Linked DNA regions of Hordeum vulgare: region 1 is linked to region 2. The links are chromatin contacts, called in public Hi-C maps. All regions are on one chromosome and are shown on one strand. Each heading gives the region's core, a stretch centred on a gene start, on an enhancer-like site or on the middle of the called end of the contact. The rest is flanking DNA. Distances are from core to core; before and after follow the strand shown.

Region 1 (7,157 bases), core at 3,998-6,497, 920 kb before region 2:
GAGATGCCCCTAGATACAAGAAAGGAATAATATTGGCTCAAGCTTCAAGCTCAAAGACTCTTCATTTTATATTTGTGAGAAATCACTTTTGAGTCCATAGGAAAGCCAATACTATTAAAAGGGGGTGAGGTAGTAAAATGAACTGATTGCTCAAATGCTCAAAGTTAGCCACCAAAACATTGAGTCATTTTCCCACATATCCACTCTCTCAAGTTCCACATACACAAATTCGGTGTAACCAACTTTGCCACTTTGGACCCACCGAGTTTGAACCCCAGACACAGCCCTAGCCATTCCCACCAAATCGGTGCAATCGAAACAACATATGTGCTACCGACTTCAGTGTGACCAACATTTTGTTGCTAAGATACACAAAATCGGAATTTCCGAGTTCGAGTATCGGTGCCACCGAGTTTGGTCATCTGACCGCCAGTCACCTTTTTGGTGCCAACGAGTTCTATATATTGGTCTCACCGAGATTCAAAGTTCACACGTTTAGTACTAGTCGGTACCACCAAGTTGTCCACTTCGGTGTCACCGAGTTTGCACTTTTGTGTGTAACGGTTGGATTTTGGCTGTTGCCTATATATACCCCTTCACCCACCTCTCCTTCGTGGGAGAAACACTCAGAACACACACTTCATTTCCAGATCCATTTTCTGAGAGAGAACCACCTACTCATGTGTTGAGACCAAGATATTCCAATCCAATCATTTGAAACTTGATCTCTAGCCTCCCCAAACTTCTTTCCACCAAATCAACCTCTCCTACCCATGAATATTCTGTGAGAGAGTGATTTGTGTTCAGGAGACTATCTTTAGAAGCACAAGAACAAGGAGTTCATTGATCTACCACATATATTACCTTTTGGAGGATGGTGCCTCCTAGATTGATTAGGTGTCGCTTGGGAGCCTCCTACTTTGTGTTGTGGAGTTGAACCAAGATGTTTGTAAGGGAAAGGAGATCGCCTACTTCGTGAAGATCTACCGTGAGTGAGGCTAGTCCTGTGTGGACGGAAGCCGTGGTGGAATAGACAAAGCCGCTTCTTTGTGGACCCCTTGTGGGTGTAGCCCTGTGTGGACTCTCGCAGCCGTTACCCTCCGTGGGTTGAAGTCTCCACTAACATGGACGCACGATAGCGCCACCTATCGGAACCATGCCAAAAATCGTCGTGTTAACCTCATGCATTTGATCTCCCTACCTTACTCCTCTACTTTACACTTGCATGTTTTACTTTCCGCTGCTATACTATTAGAACTCCATGTGTAGGGTGTACTTGACCTGTTATAACTGTCGTAGCTGCCTCTCAAGTAAAATTGGGAAAAAGGTATATTTTTTATCTTGTCAAGTAGTCTAATCACCCCCTCTAGACATACGTTTGATCCTACACAAGACCCTAAGATTGGTGATTCTCAATTCACCCCAAGGTAATATTCAAGGAATACTCAAGCATCTAAGATGGGCCATTTCCCGGAAGGCATCCCCTCTTTCGTCTTCAAATTATTGGTATATCTTACTTCGAACTGTATTTTGATTCTTCACATGATATGTGTTTTGCTTGGAGCGTCTTTGCTTTTATTTTATTTTTATTTTTGGTTGTCACAATCATCTTTCCGTGGACACATTTGTTATGAGAAGCCAGACACCAATCTAAGTTATAGAATGATCATCCATACTTCACTTATATGTTTTTGAGTTGAGGCAAATGCTCTAGTTCTTCACTTACATTTGTTTGAGCATGGCGATAGTTTGGAAATTATGTGCATTTTATTTCTATCACTTATATATTTAATGGAAGTTAAATAGGAAGTGATAATTTGCATGAATTTTATAGTTGGTCCAAAGAATGAAAGTTATATAGAGGTGGAATAACAAAAATTAGCATGCAATACTTGTAAGATCATTGAATATGATATGTTTAATTACCTACAATATTTTTGGGATATTGAGGTGGTAATATGTGAGCATGTTAGTGCATAATAAGAATACGTATTAATATTGGTATTAAGGTTCGTGAGTCCGTATGCATGAAAGTGGTGGTCGCTGGCATTAGCGGAAAGGTCAGAGTATAATTTATCATTGGTTGATTAAACCTTTATGTATTTGGATTGGGTGCGCGTGATTGTTAACTCCTTCCAAAGAGAATGAATGTTATTCTTTGCTTTGAGGGATAACTAAAATTTTCATAATAAATTATTGTTGAAGGTGGGCAACCAATGGTATCACTATTATTTTAACAATGACGCTAAATTGGTGGGGTTGGACGCCCACACTAGCAAGGCAATTTTTACGACGGCAACACTAGGCTTTTTTACATTAGTGTTTATTTAATCTACGCCATAGGTGGGCCTAATTGTTTTCTTCCTTGGTTGGTTTACCAAGTTTTACCTCTTATGATTTTTTTGACTTATATCTTGACCAAACAGGGTCTCTCTACTCTATTTTTGTCTGCAGAGCTCTATTTCGGCTATGTTGTCAATGTTACAGCCACAGATTACTTGATCCATGGCCGATATGTTAAAGACAAAAGCTAGTCGGCATAATGCAGAACTAAGAAGTATAAATCTTCAGAACCATAGAAGCAAAAAATAAATTTTAATACCAAGTCGCTTAGCACCCAAAAGGACATTGCATCTAGGATACATACGCTCTCATATCAATTTGTGAGCCACACGCAGCGACCAACTTCATCGCAAGTCAAACTTGTAGCACTTTATTTGTGCTCTTTCATCATTGTAACATCCCGTAATTCTTCAATTTTGGAATAATAAATAAATACGTAAATTGTGTGACTCCTTGTTAAAGACTTCTCCAAACCATGTCATGCAGGTTGCATTAACATAATTATCTGGTAATAACAATTATTGGTTTAGACATTTATTTAAACTCAAAAGAATTTAATATTCTTCAATTGGGTATTTTCAAACGACACTTAAATGAGTGAGAATAATGTGAATTTCTGAAATACGGAATTTGGATTTTAATTTGCTTGGTCTTAGTCAAATTATAGAGAAGGGACAAATGACATTTCCTAACGCATCATTGCAAATTGGAGTTTATTTGATTATATGCATATAGGTACAATTTGGATTTTTTTTTTCAAACTAACCAGATACGATAAATGAGTGGAGACTATATGACTTATCCATCAGTATTATTGTAAAATATTTAATATTTCTTTTGAATATTGAAATGTTCTAAAAATTCTTTTTGGTAATTACAATACCCTATAACCAAATTTTGGAAATTTAGAATGACTTTAAATGATTTATGTCAAATTTAGAAATTTAGAAAACTATTTTTTCAAATTTATATGATGTGGGAAATATATTTCCTTGACTCTATATTTTTTAATGAGTGTATGCGCATTTTGTTGGTTTTTAGGAAAAGGTTTGGAAATTGTAAAAGGTTATAATCAATTCCCATAGTTATTCAAACTGCTCCCTTTCTCCACTTTCAGCTCATCCTATTCTTTGTCTTCCTTGACTCCCTAAATCGAATTTGGCCAAGCCTACACCACTCTCTATTTTTTGTCTTTATCCCTTGGCCTTGTTTTCTTCTAAGGTACTCCCTCCGTCCGGGAATAAATGTACATCTAGCTTTTGTTTTAAGTCAAAGCTTTAAATTTTTGACCAACTTCATAAAAAAATCGTAACATATACTACAACGTCAAATTGGTACATTGTGAAAGTACATTCCAAAACAAATCTTGTGATACTAATTTTGTGCCATAAATGCTGCTACTTTTTCATATAAAGTTGGTCAAAAAAATTTAAACATTGACTTAGGATAAAGATTAGATGTACATTTATTTTCGGACGGAGGGAGTACCTCTTCTCCTCAGGCATAGCTGAACGGTGTGTCTTTGGGGAACTCCTATCTGCTGCGTGCTGCGGCAAATTGCCGCCGCTTCGCACACGCAGCGGAGCTCGTGAAGCGACTAGGCCGGCCCTGTTAACCGCCTTGTTATTTTTTCTCTACAAGGTAACTGATTTGATTTTCTTTTGAATTTCTGAAAATTAACCAGCTGTTTTATTTACGATTTTTTTTATAAATGGTAATCCTTTTGAATTTCTAAGGAATTTTTAAAAACACTAACATTTTTGCATATGCGAACAATACTTTAAACTATAATTTTTGTTTGAAAGCAGGTACAATTTTTGTTTCAAATTCTGATACTTTTCTAAAATGAGAATATTTTTTTGAAAACACAGATGCTTTTAATATTTAATACTCAAATTTGTAAAACAGGATCTTTTCTTTAATATTTTATTAATTTTTGAAACAGACATATATATTTGGAAAACATAAAAAAATTCTTATTCTATGAATAAATTTGAAAACAGAATCATTTTAAAAACTTAGAATTTTTTTTCTAACAAACATTTTTTGGAATTTATGAACAACTTTTGAAACAATTTTTTTTGAACTTATGTACACTTATTGAAACAGGAATATTTTTTGAACTTACATTCATTTTTCGAAAATGCAATTTCTTAAAAAAATTCTCGAACTTTTTAAATCATTAACATTTTAAGAGTTCGTGAACAAAGTTTGAACAAGTTTTTAATTTGTGAACAAATATTTAAAAAAGAGAAAATATCGTAAAACAGGCACATTTTATATAAAAATATGAGAAAATAAAAACATTGGAAAGTAATATGTTTGAAAATATGAAGACCTTTTGAAAGCAAGAACATTTTCTGCAAATCCTAATTATTTTTTGAATTCAAAAAAGTTAAATACAAATTTTGAACAACAGAACATTTTTTGAAATTCAAAACAAAAATTAGAAAATGTCAAACAAAAAATAGGCAAATAAAGAATAGAGAAGGGAAGGGAAAAAATGAAAACGAAAACAATAGTATTTATTGAAAACAAAGAACATTTCTTAAGAACTCCGATCATTTTTTGCCAATATTGAACATTTTTTTATAATCCCAAATAGTTATTGAACTTATGAATCGTTTTGAAAAATAACAATTACTTGAAATTTAGAGCTTTTTTATAAAAGAAAGAACGTTTTCCATATCTCAAGAACATTTTTCAAACATGAACTTAGTTTAAGAAAAATGAAATGCCTTAGAAAAAAAGAAACAGAAAAACTGAAAAAGAAAAAAATGAAAAAACCGGTGGCCACTGAAACTGGGCCGGCCAAACTCTATCGGCCGGGCTCTGCGGAGCCTCATCTATTCACTGCGGTATGCGGCGAATAGGGTTTGCCGTGGCTTTGTCTCGCTTGAAATGAAACAGTAACCCGTGCCGCCTGAAGGGAAGGATGACGTTGACTGGCCCAGTAGTGACATGGCTCGCCATTACTAATGTAATGCTAACGTTAATCAAATTAATTCAATTTAGTCTAACTTATATTTATATTTTGAATGCTTATATTTCAATAACTTTAATTTACTTAAGAAAATTAAAAACACAAATTTAAAAAACATTAACATAGTATAAATTAATTGTTCGCATTGTTTTCAAATGTTGGTAACTTTAGAAGAGAAATGTTCATGACAATGACAATATATTCCCACGTTTCTAAAAAATATATGCAAAACTAAAGGAAAATTAGGTATGTGTCCGTGTGTTGCCACGAGAGGAATCTTGTTAATGTATATAAAGGCTAGGTTTGTGTTAAGCTTTTTTTGCATGGCGGTTTGTGTTAAGCTAGAAGAGGACATAATTCCACCTTATATTGTATGAGGCACGCAGGATGCATCAATGATTACAGTTTACTTTTGGCACCATTATAATTTTGTAGCCTGGATCCTACATGGTAAGTAAGTTAACGTGATTGAGCGGCCTACAAAAATGTTCAGTCAAATGTGACGTGGAATTGAGAGGCGCAATTCCACATTATTGCAAAAGATAAGTTAATTAAGATGAAATTAATGTGATTGAGTGGCTTACTAATAAGGTGAGGTCAAATATGACGTGTTGGAAAAAAATGGTTGGATGAACAAAATCGATGGAGGGATGGAGTTATTGATTGATGAAGAGTTATGTCTAGCAGAAAGAAGGAGGGTCGCTTATAATAAAGCGTTTCAAAAATGTGATGTGACAATCAGAAAAATGTTATATATAATTTTAATTTCTTTGCCTAAGTTCAAAAGATGTTTAGTTGTATTAAAAAATTGTATGGAACATTTTGTATGAATATTCATGTGTTCCAAGAACTGTCCGTGAATTTTTGAAAATATTATAGACTAGAAAAATGCTTGTGTAGTTAAACTATATTTATTGCCATTCAAAAAATCTACAACATGTGTTTGGAAAATGTTATCGTGTATTCATAAAAGTTTTCAATAAGACATGTATTTTTATCAAAAATGTATATCATGTATTTAAAAAATGGGAACACTTATCGATTTTTGTTTCGTGTGCCCTAAAAATGTATGTTGTGTAATGGGAAAATGTAGACATGTGTTATTTATTTATTTTTGATAAAAACTGACAAAGATAGAAAAAGCCAAAAAGATCGAAGAAAGCCAAAAAAGAAACAAAGACTAATGCATAATGAAGAGAGAAAGAAAACCCTAAGAAATGAGAACACAAAGGAAACCTAAGTAAAATAAAAGGCAAGCAAAGAAAAAACGGTGAAAACAAAGAATAATGAGAAGAAAATGAACAAGTCGAGCGAACTTGCACCGGCAATTACGAGTGGCAGCGGCCAACCACACTAAATGAACCAGCCTGCTATAGTGGTTTCCCGTAGGCGATTCCTACTAGAAATCGGTAGACACATAGTTATCGCTCCACGTGCACATGGTCACCTTCCTCTTTTGTATGTTCATGAGAAGAACGAAACATAACACAAACACCCATGATTGCCACGAATGCTACATCTTCCTCTTCTTATAGGAATTATTATAGCCACCATTTCAGGAATCCATTCAGGGAACTAAAACCCAATTGCCTAGTTAGAATTGCATTTCCCATTTCCCTTGACGACCCATAAAAGGAGGAACCAGGAAAGGGCACGTGATGGATCCTTCTCACTTTGTGACATCTCATCATCAAGTAGTGCTCCGTCCACAACGCAGTTTTAGAATTTGTACAAATAAATTATAGGAAAAGTTGCACTGTAATAAACCTAGTAATACGATACGAACTAATGAGGACACGACCTCGGGCGCGCCGATGATTTGTGATGATCT
Region 2 (7,780 bases), core at 1,256-3,755:
CATTAATGTCATGCCATCATTTTCAGCTGCGGGGCAGGATGAGGAAAACATTTATGCGTATCATCCCTGTGCAGGGGACATGTTAATCTTCTATCATTCCAATTTAACCAGATGCCCCCAGAGGAACAAGAGAAAAATACCTGACTGCATAGCACAACAAGTAACACAACTGGGGTGGATTCAACAAAGAAAAAGATTTATTCTTTAGCCTGGAGATTGAGCCAAAATTACTTCTAGTTAGAAACCACATGCCAAGCGTGAATGACAATAGTTAATCCCCAGGACCGGGAGGCAATCGAACAGCAGAGCCCTAGGTGATACTCCAGTACATAAGAATAAATCTTTTCGTACACCACAAATCACTATCCAGTTCATCAAGTTCATGGGGTAGACTCTTTCTTGAACAGCTTGATTTGGTCGCCGTAGTAGTACGTGCTGCCGACCATCAGAGCAACCGTCACACCTTGAGCAACCACACGGGCCCTCATCAGCTTCTGACCCAGCCGAGAATTCCCATACCGGAAGCTCACCAGGCCAGCCGTCAGGACGCCCGCAGTGACCAATGCACCTGAAATAGAAGGTAGGGTTACACACTGAAGCTATACATAGATACATTAGCACCCCTAGTAGTCTATCCCCGCCCAAGTTTCCATTTGCTTTGGCATAAGTAGCACACATCAAAGGGCAAACATAAAGCAATGTTATACTTATTACTTAATGTTCAATCGGGAAGTAGACACATACATACATACAATAAACATGATTGCAGGATCCAGAATAAGCAGCTTCACATGAGATTTTGAAATTTTGAATTAGATTTGAGCAAAGCAAGACATGAAAAGATCAGAAGTGTTTCGAAAGCTATTAGGACTTGCAACTAATCATTTACAACAATACATTTACACCTATCTGACATATAATTACTGTATTCTATAACTAACAACCTCTTGAAGAAGCTTCCAGCTTCATATATAAGCCAAACTAATCCATAGACTGTCAGGCAGTTAGGCCCGTTAAATTTTGAAGGAGATCTCAGCTTCAAAATGAATGACTGAGATGATGCTTAAGGAGGAGTGTGATTCACAGGGCAATGCACAAGCCCCCTTAAACATCTATTCTTTATTCCATAAGCACATCATATCAACTGCATCTGTCCTACATTGACTGAAGTTCTCATAGTATATCTTTGGCACAGTGAGCCTGATTTCCCTTGACTATCCCACCTCTCTCATTTCATCTCCACCAAATAGTTCAATGGTCACACGGCCATTGCTTATCTTCTGATACACCCTAGTAACAGTAGTAAGTAACGATATACTTCCACAGCTACACATATTAAGAACATTAGATGTAGAAGCCAAGTTGCTTCTCCCCTGGCTCAGAAAAAAGAGGAACTCGAGAAGCCAACTTTATAAGATTACAAACATATGAACCGTCCAAAAATCAAGGTCACGAGTCTCTTGGACATGTGTTGTGTTCATTTCTCAGCTTTCTTGGCGCACATCCGAAGTGAGCTGGTTCAGCTGAGCTGAACTCTTGGGCTCAGCATATCTAGACTACTACCTCACCGAGATAAAAGGCATTAGCACAAGAAAGGGTAAACTGCCCATGAGACGTAGCACAGCAATATCCTAGCGCATTCAATTGCGAAGTTCTGTACTAGAGAAAGCAGTTCTGGTGTGTTGGTTGGTTCAGTTCCTCCCTGCGTGTTGGAGCTGGCCAAAAACGATTGTAATGCTGTGACTTGATCTATATAAGTGTTGTGTTCTTTTTTTTTTCCTTTTTCCAATAAAGCAGCTGATACACACAATGCATATCTAGAATGACAAATTATGATTGTCCTACTCTGTACATTTACAACACTCTCATTATCAGTCGGTGATTCATAGACATCTGCCAAGAACTAATTGTTATTTTAAGTTATCTACTACACTGATACCGAAGTGGTGAAGTTACTCTAATACTCTAGTCTATATCTAATCCACCATAAATCTGAAGCGTGTACGTTGACCATGGAATGGGAAATGTGGTAATTGCCCAAGAACGGGAAGCTAGATTTTTCTTAACTCTAGTACCAGTAAAACAGCACAAACGATCTTTTAAGAACATTAGCCATAGATTCCACACTCTCCACCCCCGCCCAAAGATCCCAACAATCGCTGTCCTAACATCGTAAAACAGGAACTCAAAATCTGGCCCGTCGCCCGTGACCCCGAACCCAGAAAGTAACCCGGCCGAACCTACGACGAGGCGATCGATCGATCCACGATCCCGGCACTCCTATAACACAGCGAGGGACGCGCGCGGGGCGTACCGATGGGGACGAAGGGGTTCTTGACGGCCTTCTTCCCCTCGAACGGGAAGTCGTCCAGCTGCGGCATCGGCGGTGGCCGCGCGCTGCTTCCTGCGGCGGCGCCGGCGCCGGAGACCTTCTCCATTCGCGTCGCCTGGGGGGAAAAGGAGGAAGGGCGACACGCTTTTCCGAACAGCGGTTTGCAGGCAGGAGGCCGCCGGTGGGTTCCGCCGCTCTTTGGATGCTCAGGGGTGGTTGTAGGGCCGTCCGATTGGGATCCGAGGGTGCCGGTTGTTTGGAATTAGTCGGGAAAGGGAAACGCGTATGTGGCGTCAGACGTACCAACCGAGCTGGTGGAGCCCGGAGGGATTTGACCCTTCTCTTTTCTTTTGGACACTCTTAGCTAACGAACGTTCGTCATGGAAGATGCATTTGCGAACAATTTTCTGTCAGTTCTAGGCACTGTTTGGATCCATGGGATAGAGTTAGTTTGAGCTAGTTTGGATTCAACTAGCCCTAAAGTATATCCAAACATAAGGGTTAGATTGAAGCTAGTTGCATCTAACCCACCCCAAAAAACTATCCCACCCAAGATGTGCTAACTGGAGCTAGTTCTCATGGGGTTCATTAAAAAATATTTTTCTCTCTCTCTCCCACCAACCAAGAGATGCTAATTGGAGCTAGTTCTCCTGGGGTCCATTAAAAAATCACTTTTCTCTTTTCATAAAATGCATCTATTGTCAATCTAACCCTTCCATCCAAACACCTATTTAGCTAGAGTTAGTTTAGGGTTAATCATGAGCTAGAAACTAACTCTAACCACTAGCTAAGCTAGAGTATCCAAACAGGGCCCTAGTTGTGGCTTGTGAGGGAGTAAGGAGAGGTGGCAGTTTCTTCACAAGACATGACAATTTCTTCGCGAGAAAGCAAATTCCGTAGCGTCCATTGATCATTTTTTTATAAAGTTGATTAAATAAATAAATTTGACTTTGTATAAATGTAGAACTTCGATTATTTTAAGACAAAGGAACACTTTCTTCTTACGGTTATTCGTGCGACACGTGCAATGCTTACTAGTAACTAAAACTACCAGCAAACATGGTTTGCTTGCCACCCCTTTACTGCAAACGTTTGGCAAGTACAATTACCCTTTTTTTGTTGCTAATTCTCATTTGTCTTGGATGTAGAAAAACTCAACTGTGGGGCTCTTTGATTCAAAGGATTTTTTTTGGATTGGATCCTTGGTTATTTTTCCTACATTGGTCATTTGATTCACATGATTGAAATCCTCTGAATTTTTTTTCTGAAGATTTATCGCCACTCCACTTTGAAGGAAATTTTCAACCTCTTGCTAGGATTCAATTGTTTCTTTTGTGCTGTCAAGCATCTTTTGATCCAAATTCATGTGGTGTTCTAATCTACAGGATCAAGTGGACAGACCACTTCAATGATGTGTTTTATTTAATTATTATTTCTTGTATTTTTAGAATCATGCGAAAAACGGGCTTAAAATTCACATTATCGTCAAGAAAGAAAGAAATATAAGATTTACATCTTTAAAGGTGTGCGACTTGTATCATCTTACCTGAAGATGCGGATGATTGAATGTTGATGAGAGGATTTAAAAGTTAAAGTAGAATTGATTTTTAAGTTCTTTTGGAGGAACAAACTAATAGGCAACCCTATTATTCTAAAGGATAACTATAAATTGTGGATCATCTCATAAATTTCCTCAAGGTTTGAATGAGATCCAATTTGGGTTCATGAACTAAAAAACAAAACAAATATGCTCCTAGTGTCAACATTAATCCATTAAAAAAAAGATCCCAGTTTTAATTGCCAAAAATCATGGATTTGGGAGGGTGTCATAAAACCCATCCCAAAACTTAATACCCAAAGAGTTTTCCTTTTCTATTTCTTACATCCTTTAGCAAACACAAGCCCCATTTCAACTGCTTTTCCATAAAATAAAAACCTTGATATTTATGATGAAAACATTTCAAACTCAATATTAAAAAATATATTCAAATTCAGGTACAACATGTGGTCCAAATGAAGCAAATATTCCAAAGAAACATGACGAAAAACATGATCATACATGGAAATTCTAATGCTCAAGACATTGTAACATGTCATAAACTCTTCGCACAAGTCTCCTCATCTACGAGTTGCACCACTCCTTAGGTTGTAGAATTATTCATAGAAATTCACAAATTGGATGGATGGAGAAGGAAAATAAAAAACACCATGTGGATGCTATGTTGAATAGATTGTAGGTTGGAGTGGGGCGTCACATGGTCGTGGAGGTTCGGGAGTGGGTCAAGGTTCGAGACCGCGAATTTCAATCGCTGCCTCCACCAAAGCTCCTGGCCATGACGCGGGAGCTTTCCGTGGCTCGGTTAGGACGCGGAGATGGACATCCCAACAATGCATGACTTTCTCTTTTCTTTACAGTTTTTTGTGTGGCTAATTTTCATTTGTCTCAAATCTAGAAAACCCCAACCGTGGGGGTTCCTTGATTCAAAATTGAAATACTTGGTCATTTTTCCTAGGTTGATCATTTGATACGCGTAATTGAAATCATTTGAAAATTTTCCTTGTGATTTATCTCCACTCTATTTTGAAAGAAGCTTTCAAATCTCTTGGTAGAATCATGTTGTTTATTTTGTGTTGTCAAAACTTGTTGATACAAATTCATGTAGTGTTCTAATCTATAGGACCATGTGGATACACCACTTGAATCATGCATTTTTTGCTTTCCTCTATTTTTAGAATGCTATGAAAAATACGCTTAAAATTCACATCACCGTCAAAAAGGGATGTGCGACTTGGAACATGTGCTTGGATGTTGATGAGAAGATTAAAAAATGAAAGTAGATTTTATTTTAGACAAAATTTGGATCATCATAGTAATAAGCAACTCTATATTTTAAAGGATAACTTTAAATTGTGAATCATCTCATAAATAACGATAATTTTTTTGTTCCTCAAAGATTGAGTGAGATCCATTTTTGGTTCATGAACTGAAAAGGCAATAAAAAAATTGAAAAAATTGTTCCTAATGTCAACACTGATCCATTATGAAAAATACCGTCCAAGAATTTGCCAAAGGATCATGGCTTCGGGAGGGTGTCCGAAAGTTTTACTTTGCTATTTCTCACTTCCTTTTGCAATCATAAACCCCCATAATATATTAATTCAAACCTTGATATTTATGATGCAAACATTTCAACAAAATTTCAAACTCTGTATCTAAAAAAATTCATATTCAAATTGAAACACAACATATGGTCCAAATGAAGCAAATGATCCAAATAAACATGACGACACACATTATGCTTACATGGAAAATCTATTGGGCAAGGCATTGCGACATGTCATAAACTCTTGCATAAGTCTCCTCATCTATCACCTATCAGTTGCATCCCTCAGTTATTTTGTAGAATTATTCATAGAAATTTGCAAATTGGAGCAAATAAGAAGGAAAAGAATAAACAACATTGCAAAGGACCCTAGAGTAGTGGCTCCCACACCGCTGTGGTGGCGTCCCCTCCGCTGGGGATGACTGCCCACGCGGCTCCTTGTGGCAGTGCTTAGGACGATGATCACACGATACCGGATCCGGTGTTGGAAATATGCCCTAGAGGCAATAATAAATTACTTATTATCATATTTACTTGTTCATTATAATTGTTTATTATCCATGCTATAATGTATTGATCAGAAACTTAAATACATGTGTGGATACATAGACAACACCGTGTCCCTAGTGAGCCTCTACTAGACTAGCTCGTTGATCAAAGATGGTTAAGGTTTCTTAACTATAGACACAGTTGTCATTTGATAATGGGGTCACATCATTAGAAGAATAATGTGATGGACAAGAGCGAACCGTAAGCATAACATCTGATCGTATTAGTTTATTGCTACTGCTTTATCCATGTCAGTGTATATGTTCCTATAACCATGAGAACATGAAACTCCCCGACACCGGAGGAATGCCTTGTGTGTATCAAATGTCACAACGTAAATGGGTGGCTATAAATATGCTCTACAGGTATCTCCGAGGGTGTCTGTGCAGTTGGCATGGATCGAGACTGGGATTTGTCACTCCGTATGACGAAGAGGTATCTCTAGGCCCACTCGTTAATACAACATCACAAGAAGCTTGCAAGCAATGTGACTAAGGAGTTAGTCATGGGATCTTGTATTATGGAAGGGGTAAAGAAATTTGCGAGTAACGAGATTGAACTAGGTATGGAGATACCGACGATCGAATCTCGGGCAAGTAACATACCGCTGAATAAAGGAAACCGCGTACGAGATTGATTGAATCCTTGGCATTGTGGTTTGACTGATGAAGATCTTCGTGCAATATGTAGGAACCAATATGGGCATCCAAGTCCCACTATTGGTTATTGACCGGGGATGTGTCTCGGTCATGTCTACATGATTCTCGAACCCACAGGGTCCGCACGCTTAACGTTTAATGACGCTAGAGTAGTATTGGGATATGTACGTTGGTGACCGAATGTTGTTCAGAGTCCCGGATGAGATCCCGAATGTCACGAAAAGCTCCGAAATGGTCTGAAGATAAATATTTATATATGAGAAGTCATATTTTGGCTACCAAAAAAGTTTTGGGTTTTACCGGTATTGTACCGGGAAGCTTCCGGAAGGTTCGAGAGGGTTCCGGAGGGGTCCAGAAGGGTCCCTCCAGCCCTAGGACGTGGATGAGCTGTAAGGAGGCGTCCAAGCCTTGTTGGGCTAGCCCCCAAGTGCCCATGAGGCTAGGTGTCACGCCCAAGATGCGACCCTATCCTCAATTTGGCACGAGGGCCTCGTCAGGGATAGAAGCGCATCTCGTCGTGTCGCAAGAAAGGATATCGTTACAAGTACATGTACTGAAAAGAAGAGATATATAGAATTGGCTTACACTCGCCACAAGCTACATCAGAGTCACATCAGTACATTACATAATCATCAAGAGTAAGAGCAGGGTCCGACTACGGACGAAATCAAACGAGAAAAATAAGAACGACGTCCATCCTTGCTATCCCAGGCTGCCGGCTTGGAACCCATCATAGATCGATGAAGAAGAAGAAGAAGCAACTCCGAATGAACAATCAACGCGCTCGCATCAAGTAACCTTTACCTGTATCTGCAACTGGTGTTGTAGTAATCTGTGAGCCACAGGGGACTCAACAATCTCATTTCCAAAGGTATCAAGACTAGCAAAGCTTAATGGGTGAGGTAAGGTTAAGTGGTGAGGTTGCAGCAGCGGTTAAGCATATATTTGGTGGCTAAACTTACGAGTACAAGAGATAAGAGGGGGAAGATCTACGCATAACGGACGTGAGCTACTGATGATCAAGTGAATGATCCTGAACACCTACCTACGTCAGACATAACCCCACCGTGTCCTCGATCGGAGAAAGAACTCACGAAAGAGACAGTCACAGTTACACACACAGTTGGCATATTTTA

Evidence for each region. A called contact is a pair of places that touch in the nucleus more often than the background predicts.
Region 1: a contact with region 2 is called in a Hi-C map of leaf, with 4 times the contacts expected there. The contact joins the enhancer-like site here to the promoter of LOC123395591 in region 2. A contact is called at or near these places in 3 of 6 Hi-C or Micro-C datasets (leaf and seedling).

The regions. Positions count from the first base shown.
Region 1 is chr5H:413,570,426-413,577,582 of MorexV3_pseudomolecules_assembly, reverse strand. No RefSeq gene overlaps it. Among protein-coding and RNA genes, the nearest start is that of LOC123398890, 83 kb to the left of the region's middle. Within about 2 kb of position 5,247, at least 2 of the 3 cell types and tissues checked have open chromatin away from gene starts, as enhancers often do. A contact at or near this core is called in leaf, where this site is marked.
Region 2 is chr5H:412,649,474-412,657,253 of MorexV3_pseudomolecules_assembly, reverse strand. LOC123395591 (RING-H2 finger protein ATL48-like) reads right to left here and starts at 2,505. Exons shown (of 2, transcript XM_045090611.1): 1 at 2,315-2,505; 2 at 180-568. The coding sequence starts at 2,438. The coding sequence ends at 381. It also overlaps the pseudogene LOC123400484.